2 separate regions of the Mus musculus genome follow, and region 1 is linked to region 2. A link is a contact called in public Hi-C data. All regions are on one chromosome and are shown on one strand. Each heading gives the region's core, a stretch centred on a gene start, on an enhancer-like site or on the middle of the called end of the contact. The rest is flanking DNA. Distances are from core to core; before and after follow the strand shown.

Evidence for each region. Hi-C and Micro-C count contacts between places; a contact is called where the count stands out from the background.
Region 1: a contact with region 2 is called in a Hi-C map of cerebellum, with 1.6 times the contacts expected there. The contact joins two enhancer-like sites. A contact is called at or near these places in 1 of 15 datasets of contacts at CTCF or cohesin (large pre-B cells) and 2 of 484 Hi-C or Micro-C datasets (cerebellum and uterus).

Annotation. Positions count from the first base shown.
Region 1 is chr6:143,516,851-143,519,989 of GRCm38.p6, forward strand. No RefSeq gene overlaps it. Among named protein-coding and RNA genes, the nearest start is that of 4930579D09Rik, 17 kb to the right of the region's middle. Within about 2 kb of position 1,846, at least 3 of the 459 cell types and tissues checked have an H3K27ac peak or open chromatin away from gene starts, as enhancers often do. A contact at or near this core is called in cerebellum, where this site is marked.
Region 2 is chr6:143,366,754-143,369,834 of GRCm38.p6, forward strand. No RefSeq gene overlaps it. Among named protein-coding and RNA genes, the nearest start is that of Gm31427, 85 kb to the right of the region's middle. Within about 2 kb of position 1,293, at least 17 of the 459 cell types and tissues checked have an H3K27ac peak or open chromatin away from gene starts, as enhancers often do. A contact at or near this core is called in cerebellum, where this site is marked.

The DNA of each region.
Region 1 (3,139 bases), core at 596-3,095, 150 kb after region 2:
ACAAACAGGCACTTGGGAGTGGAGTGAGCATGAGCAGCCAGAGGAAACTCAGGCAAATATGGGTTAGGCAGCTCTCCCAATGGTTTAGGGTTGGGTGATACCAGGTTAAAATTGGGGGGCGTGGCAGAGATACTGGAATGTATTCTAACTCTATGTGTACTTCAGAGGTAAAATAAACAGAACCTTGTGTGAGTTTAGATGTTAGTGTTGTCATAACATAGGCAGCAGAGATCTTTCTGGCCAAAGAAGAGAGTGGGTGAAGCTTTCTCAGGGAAGGGATATAGCTGGGGTCATTCTTAAGTATCATGGTGACCACCAAAAACAACTGTCAAAGAAAGATGTTTATCATACAATGGAAAAGCCAGGTAGGTGTAAGAGAACATTTGTTGTGTTTGATCTTTTGGATCAAGAAGGTATGTCCCAGCTACATGTGGCAATGTTGTCTCACTTGGGCACATGTCCTGTTGTCCTCTTGTAACCAGGTTTTGTGTGACAGAAACCTGCAGAGCTAGTGACACGACCAGACAGTGATGGGATGACTTAATGCACCTGGCTATTTACTTCATGCTTTGAAACCTGAACTAAAATTCTTTACCACGAGGAAATCACAACAGCAACAGGACAAGAGCTGAAACCCTGGGGAGATTATTAACAATTTTGCTTTTACACCTCCCACACGGCTGTAGACACGTGGGCTCCACTTTCTTCTGAGACTCTTAGGCCCGTGTTTGGTACAGCTGCTGCTATGTCAACAGAAAACATTGGGAATGACAGGGGTCCTTCATAGATCTTGCCCTAGAAAATGAAATGGTAAAAGCAAAATATGTTAAAGATATTCCTTAAGTTGGGGAAACTTGGCTTCCTGTGGAGAAAGGGGGACATGGTATAACACATGTATAAATAGTGCTGAAACCTGGTAGGTACTAATTTCATTCATAATAGGTGAATCAAAGATAAAGATTAAGAAGTAATATTTGGCCTGGGAAACACAAGGTTATATAATGCAAAGATGACGGTAGACGTTTGTTATAAGATACATGAGCGTACCCATAGGACTGTGGAGATAAGAGGATCACGCATGGAGGAGCAAGGGAAGGTGGCCTCCAGAAATGTCTGTGTGGGCGGTGGAGAAAGGTCTCTTCTTAGTGCAGTATTGACTTATGGGGAGTCATGAGCATAGACGTGAATTAGGGAAGCGTTATCTCTAGTGCTTTTGTACTTTAGAGCCCCAGCTCAGTTTCTTGACAGGGCTTTAGAGAGTCAACTTCAGGTATGCTCAGGAGTGCCTTTAATGCCTTGAATCCAGAGTTGGCTTCTGAAGGTTTTAAGTTGTGAAGGAGTAGAAGAAGTGTAATGCAGGTTTCTGAATCAACCATGAAGACATTTTAGAGTCTCTTTTTTTTCTTCCCCACCCCCATGGAACATGAGCAAAATATTAGAACAACAACTTACAAGCTTAATGAAACACAGCCAAGTTTGATAGAAAGCAGATTCTAGGACAGGTTGTAGTTAAGTTTGTGCAGTTAGCGATGAGCTCCTTGTAACATATGCTCTGGCCCGAGTCAGTCCTATCTATTGGGAGATGCGGGATGGAAATCTTATTTTTGTAAGCTATTAAACTGCAAATAGGAGACTGAACTGGAGACAGGGCTGTATCATTGTGAGACGCTAATACATCAGGGCGGGAAGACATTCCGACTGGTTTTCCAGCACCGCAACAGTTGAGAACAGGAAGGTTTTGGCCCAGACATCTTCGTAAGTCCCTCTGGACTCGGAAGTGATGAGTGGGATACTGCCTGTAACTGTGGCAGCTGGTGAGTAATTTGTAGCCTGTAGCCGCCTCCCTCTAAGTGTTTACAGCAAGATTTTTGCTCCAATGCTTGGGTCAGAGCCATTCTCCCTGGACCCATTATCACCAGGCCACACCATATTTATGGCATGCGACCAAGGGCTGCAGATGTCTGGAGACATTTTAGCTTTAAGATATGCTAAGTTAGGAATTAAGATTCTTAGAGCAGGACAAGGAGAGGATTCCTGGGTAGATGGTGCTGCTTTGGTGACCCAAGTGCTTGATAAGTACTTCTCTTCCCGGCTGTACCTTAATGGAGGTGAGCATTGGAAGGATATCTGGCAGGACTGGCTGTGGAGGAGACATTCTTGTAACAGAGCCAGGAGACCCCATTGGTCCCTCATAGACTGAAGAGGGCCAGGAAAAGTGTCACCCATTGTTGCATAGTTAATAAGATACTTTTCATTGTTCAGGGATATCCTAGCAAACAGTAATAAATTGGTTCCATCAACCCTTTCTCTAATTTCTCTCATTAATAGAACAAAAGACAGGACTGGGATAGAGTTCAGTTATAGGCAGTTTGTTTAGCAAAGATGCCCAAAGTTTGACCCTTAGCATGTAAGTAAGGAGAGAAAGGAAGAAGGAAAGAAAGAAAGAAAGAAAGAAAGAAAGAAAGAAAGAAAGAAAGAAAGAAAGAAAGAAAGAAAGAAAGAAAGGAAGGAAGGAAGGAAGGAAGGAAGGAAGGAAGGAAGGAAGAAAGAAAGAAAGAAAGAAAGAAAGAAAGAAAGAAAGAAAGAAAGAAAGAAAGAAAGAAAGAAAGGAAGGAAGGAAGGAAGGAAGGAAGGAAGAAATAAAGGAAGGAAGAAGAACAATTCCCAATTGGAATCCTAGCTCAATGACTTGTAATCACGGTCTCCTTCCTATGTCCCCACCCTTTGAGTGGTGACTGTCCTTTTCTCACCAAAGGGATAAGTATCGTTCTCCATACACTAACTATGTACTGATCTTGTGACAAAACTTTGGTCAACCGAATGGACCAGAGGGAGGATGTGCCCATTCTGCTAGAGTCCTCAAAGGTCTCCGTAGTTTTGCTTATTCTTTTGGATCTGTGCCACTACTCAGTGAACAACCCTGGATGGGCCTGATGGATGATGAGAGATGTGTGGCCCTGCCACCTCTATCACTCCAGCTGGCAGCCAGGAAGACAGCAGATGTAAGGGAGGCCACGGAGGCCAGCCAGCTCCTTGTTAACCTGCCAGCTGATGGCAGGTGCATGAAAGAGCCAAGCTGAGATCAGCTAAACCTGGCCGCGTACACAGAACAATCCATCTGACCTATGGGATAGTGACC
Region 2 (3,081 bases), core at 43-2,542:
TAAATTATAAAATCAAAACAAACTAGCAGAAAAATCAATAAGACAAAACAAAACAGAGAATCCATTTGTGTGTGTGTGTGTGTTTGTGTATGTGTGTGCATTGACCAGCTACCCTTGAGCCCCCAGCTTGCCCTGGATAGTGGTTGCTATCCCGTTGGTGAAAACTAGTAGTCCTTTGCCCAGAAGGTATCAACTGTTGTAAATTTCTCCTTGGTTATGGGTAGAACTTTGTGTTTATTTTCTCTCCTTAATTCTGGAATTTTCTTTGGTTTGAACCTGGGTTGGTCTTACATGTGCTGTTGCAGTCTCGGTGAGTTCATGTATTACTTTTGTGCTTCAAAAGTACTTCAGTACTTTTGGCAAAAGCTTTTACAGTTTTATTTGTATAGGATATGGCAGGGCCTTTTGTGGCCATGACCGTGGTCTCAGTGCTAAGGGTCTGCAGAGATCTACCCCTGAGACATTTTTGGGCTTGCTGCTTGGTTGTTTACATTCCTCGAGGTATAGGCTTTAGAAGACAGACAACTTATCTACATTGTGGGGACATGCATGGATGGCTTGTGGCTTTGGTATCCCTTGGTGTAGAGCTTCAGAGAATGGACAGAGGAAATATTAATGCTACCAGGTAGTGTGGTTGTTGGTACCATAGTACTGGAGATGCAGAACATGGATGTGACCTTCCCTCGATCTCATGGGGTGAGTGTGAGTGATAGCGTAGCATCAGTGACAAGTCTGGGCTGCGGAGAAACCCTTTTCTTGAAGCACAACAAGTGTGATGCTGACAGCCGTGCCTTGGGGGTTTAGGATACAGATGAGACCCCTGGATGCTCCCAAGGGACAGGATTTGGATTTCCCATGGAGCAGGTTTATGCCTGTGGCAGCTGCTGGTCTTGCTGCTGGGTGTTGAGTGGCTAGCCTTCCATTCTCAGGCCTGAGGCTTCTGATAGTGTCCTTGACGAATCTATTAGCCTCCCCTCTGTGTCAGGGTGACAAAGAGGTGGCAGTTGTATTAATAGCAACTGGGCTTCTGGGGGCATTGAGAGGGCTCAGCCTGAGTTCCTTTTCTGTAGCAGGGCTGTCACTTCAACTCTAACCAGCTAGCAGAGCGGATTTAAAGCTTGTGGGAGTCTGTGGACATCTCTAGTTGGGATGGCCAGTCTACTGCTCTGCTGGAGATGCCTGGTATTTTCTAGCTTCTCTTTGGCCAGCTGGACCCATCCTGTCATCAGCAGCTCAGGAAGCTGGGGCTTCAGTTGCAATTTGCTTTGTTCTTGGGTCTCAGCTGCCTGTCAGAATCAAGCTGTTCATTATTCCTGACACTTCCTTGTTCTCTGTGGCAGAGGATACTCAGGGCACTGCTCTGCAGCCATCTTCTACAGAATACGCACCAAAGTGAAGTAAGCCCACACACAGGCGGGCAGAGACTTTGTGATGTCATGATATGCAAGAAAAATTGATTCCCTAGGAGCTGAATGGGGTTAGCAGAGGCTGGGATGGGGAGGAGGGTGGTCTGCAAGTTACCAGAGAGAAGGTCTGAAGGAAGGCGGAAGGAAAGAAGAGCTTTGAGATGTGTAGCACTGTCAAGTGACTACAGTCAAGATGATGGACAGCAAAACTCCAGTGTATCACCCAACAAATGTCAAGGAAGATGATGGACACATTGATGATGCTTGATTTAATTACTCTGCACTGTGTACACACATCAAATGCCACATTGTTCTCCATGCATTTCAAGTTTATGATTTGTCAATTAGAACACTGTAAGTAAAAATGTAGTAAAAACAAGTAAATCAATCATAAAAAAGCAAAGGATCGGAGCAGATGCATACTCAGAAAGTTATCCAAGTCGTCAACAAACTCGTGGGAAAGATACCGGGTTTCACCTTGCGCCCAGCCTGTTAAAGGCAGAAGGTTCCACGAGTCACAGGGGATTTGGAGAAATGAAAACTTTTGATCCGGGTGTGGTGGCTCGTGCTTACAACCCCAGTGCTTAGGATGGTGAGACGGGACGATTGCCATAGTGTGAGGTCAGCTTGGAATACACAGTGATGCCTTGTCTCAAAACAACAATGTCAACAACGGCCAAACTAAAACAAGCAAAGCGAATCAGACAAACAAAAGGCTCAGACAGAAGGCTGCCTGTTTTGTAAAATGTTAGGTTTCTGTCAACTTGACATGGGCCAGGGCCTTCTGGGTAAACGGGACTTCAGTTGGGAAAGTGTGTCCATCAAATTGGCCCACAGGCAGACAAGTCAGTAATTGATATGGGAGGGCCCTGGAGTGTCTATGAAAGCAAACGGAGCAAAACCACAAGGGCTTACCAGTAGGAACATTTTTCTGAGGCCTCTGCTTCCGTCCCTCCTTCCAGATTCCCACCCAAACTTCCTCCGTGATGGAGAGTGAGAGAGTTGTGAGATAAAATAAGCCCTTTTCTTCCTTCCCAAGTTGCTTTTGGTCATGATGTTTACCACAGCAATAGGAACATCAACTAGGGTACCCAGACATGCCACAGAAATACATATGCATTGAATTTGTTTGTAAATGTTTATATCAGCACTGTTTATAACCCTACCCAAGAAGAAAACAACTTATATGCCTATCAAAGATGACTGCCTAAATACCACGTGCTACAGATTCAGCCATAAAAAGAATTGTAGTAGGAAATATTTAATCTCAATTTGGGGGTTTCTACCACACCTTTGATCATTCAGTTTTCAGATAAAAGACACACAACCTTTATGTTTATAATAAGCCTTAATCAGCACTAGAGCTGGGCAGCTATTAGAATCTACTTCCCCATCAATAACCCTGAATTACAACTTGCTATATTCTATCTGAGCTTCTCTTACCTCCAATCGGCCAGCCCTCATGGCCTTGTTTTCATAACTCACATACCCCTTGGTGTCTCTCCTCTCTCTGCTTTCTTCCTTCTCATCCTTATGGTCTGTCCTCAGATCCCCAGCCCAGGGACCCAACTCTACCTGTCTCTCATCTGCCCAGCTATAGGCTGTAGACATCTTAATTCTCCAATCAGGGATAACTTGGAGCGCAGTTTACATAGCATCACTTGTGAACGGGCAG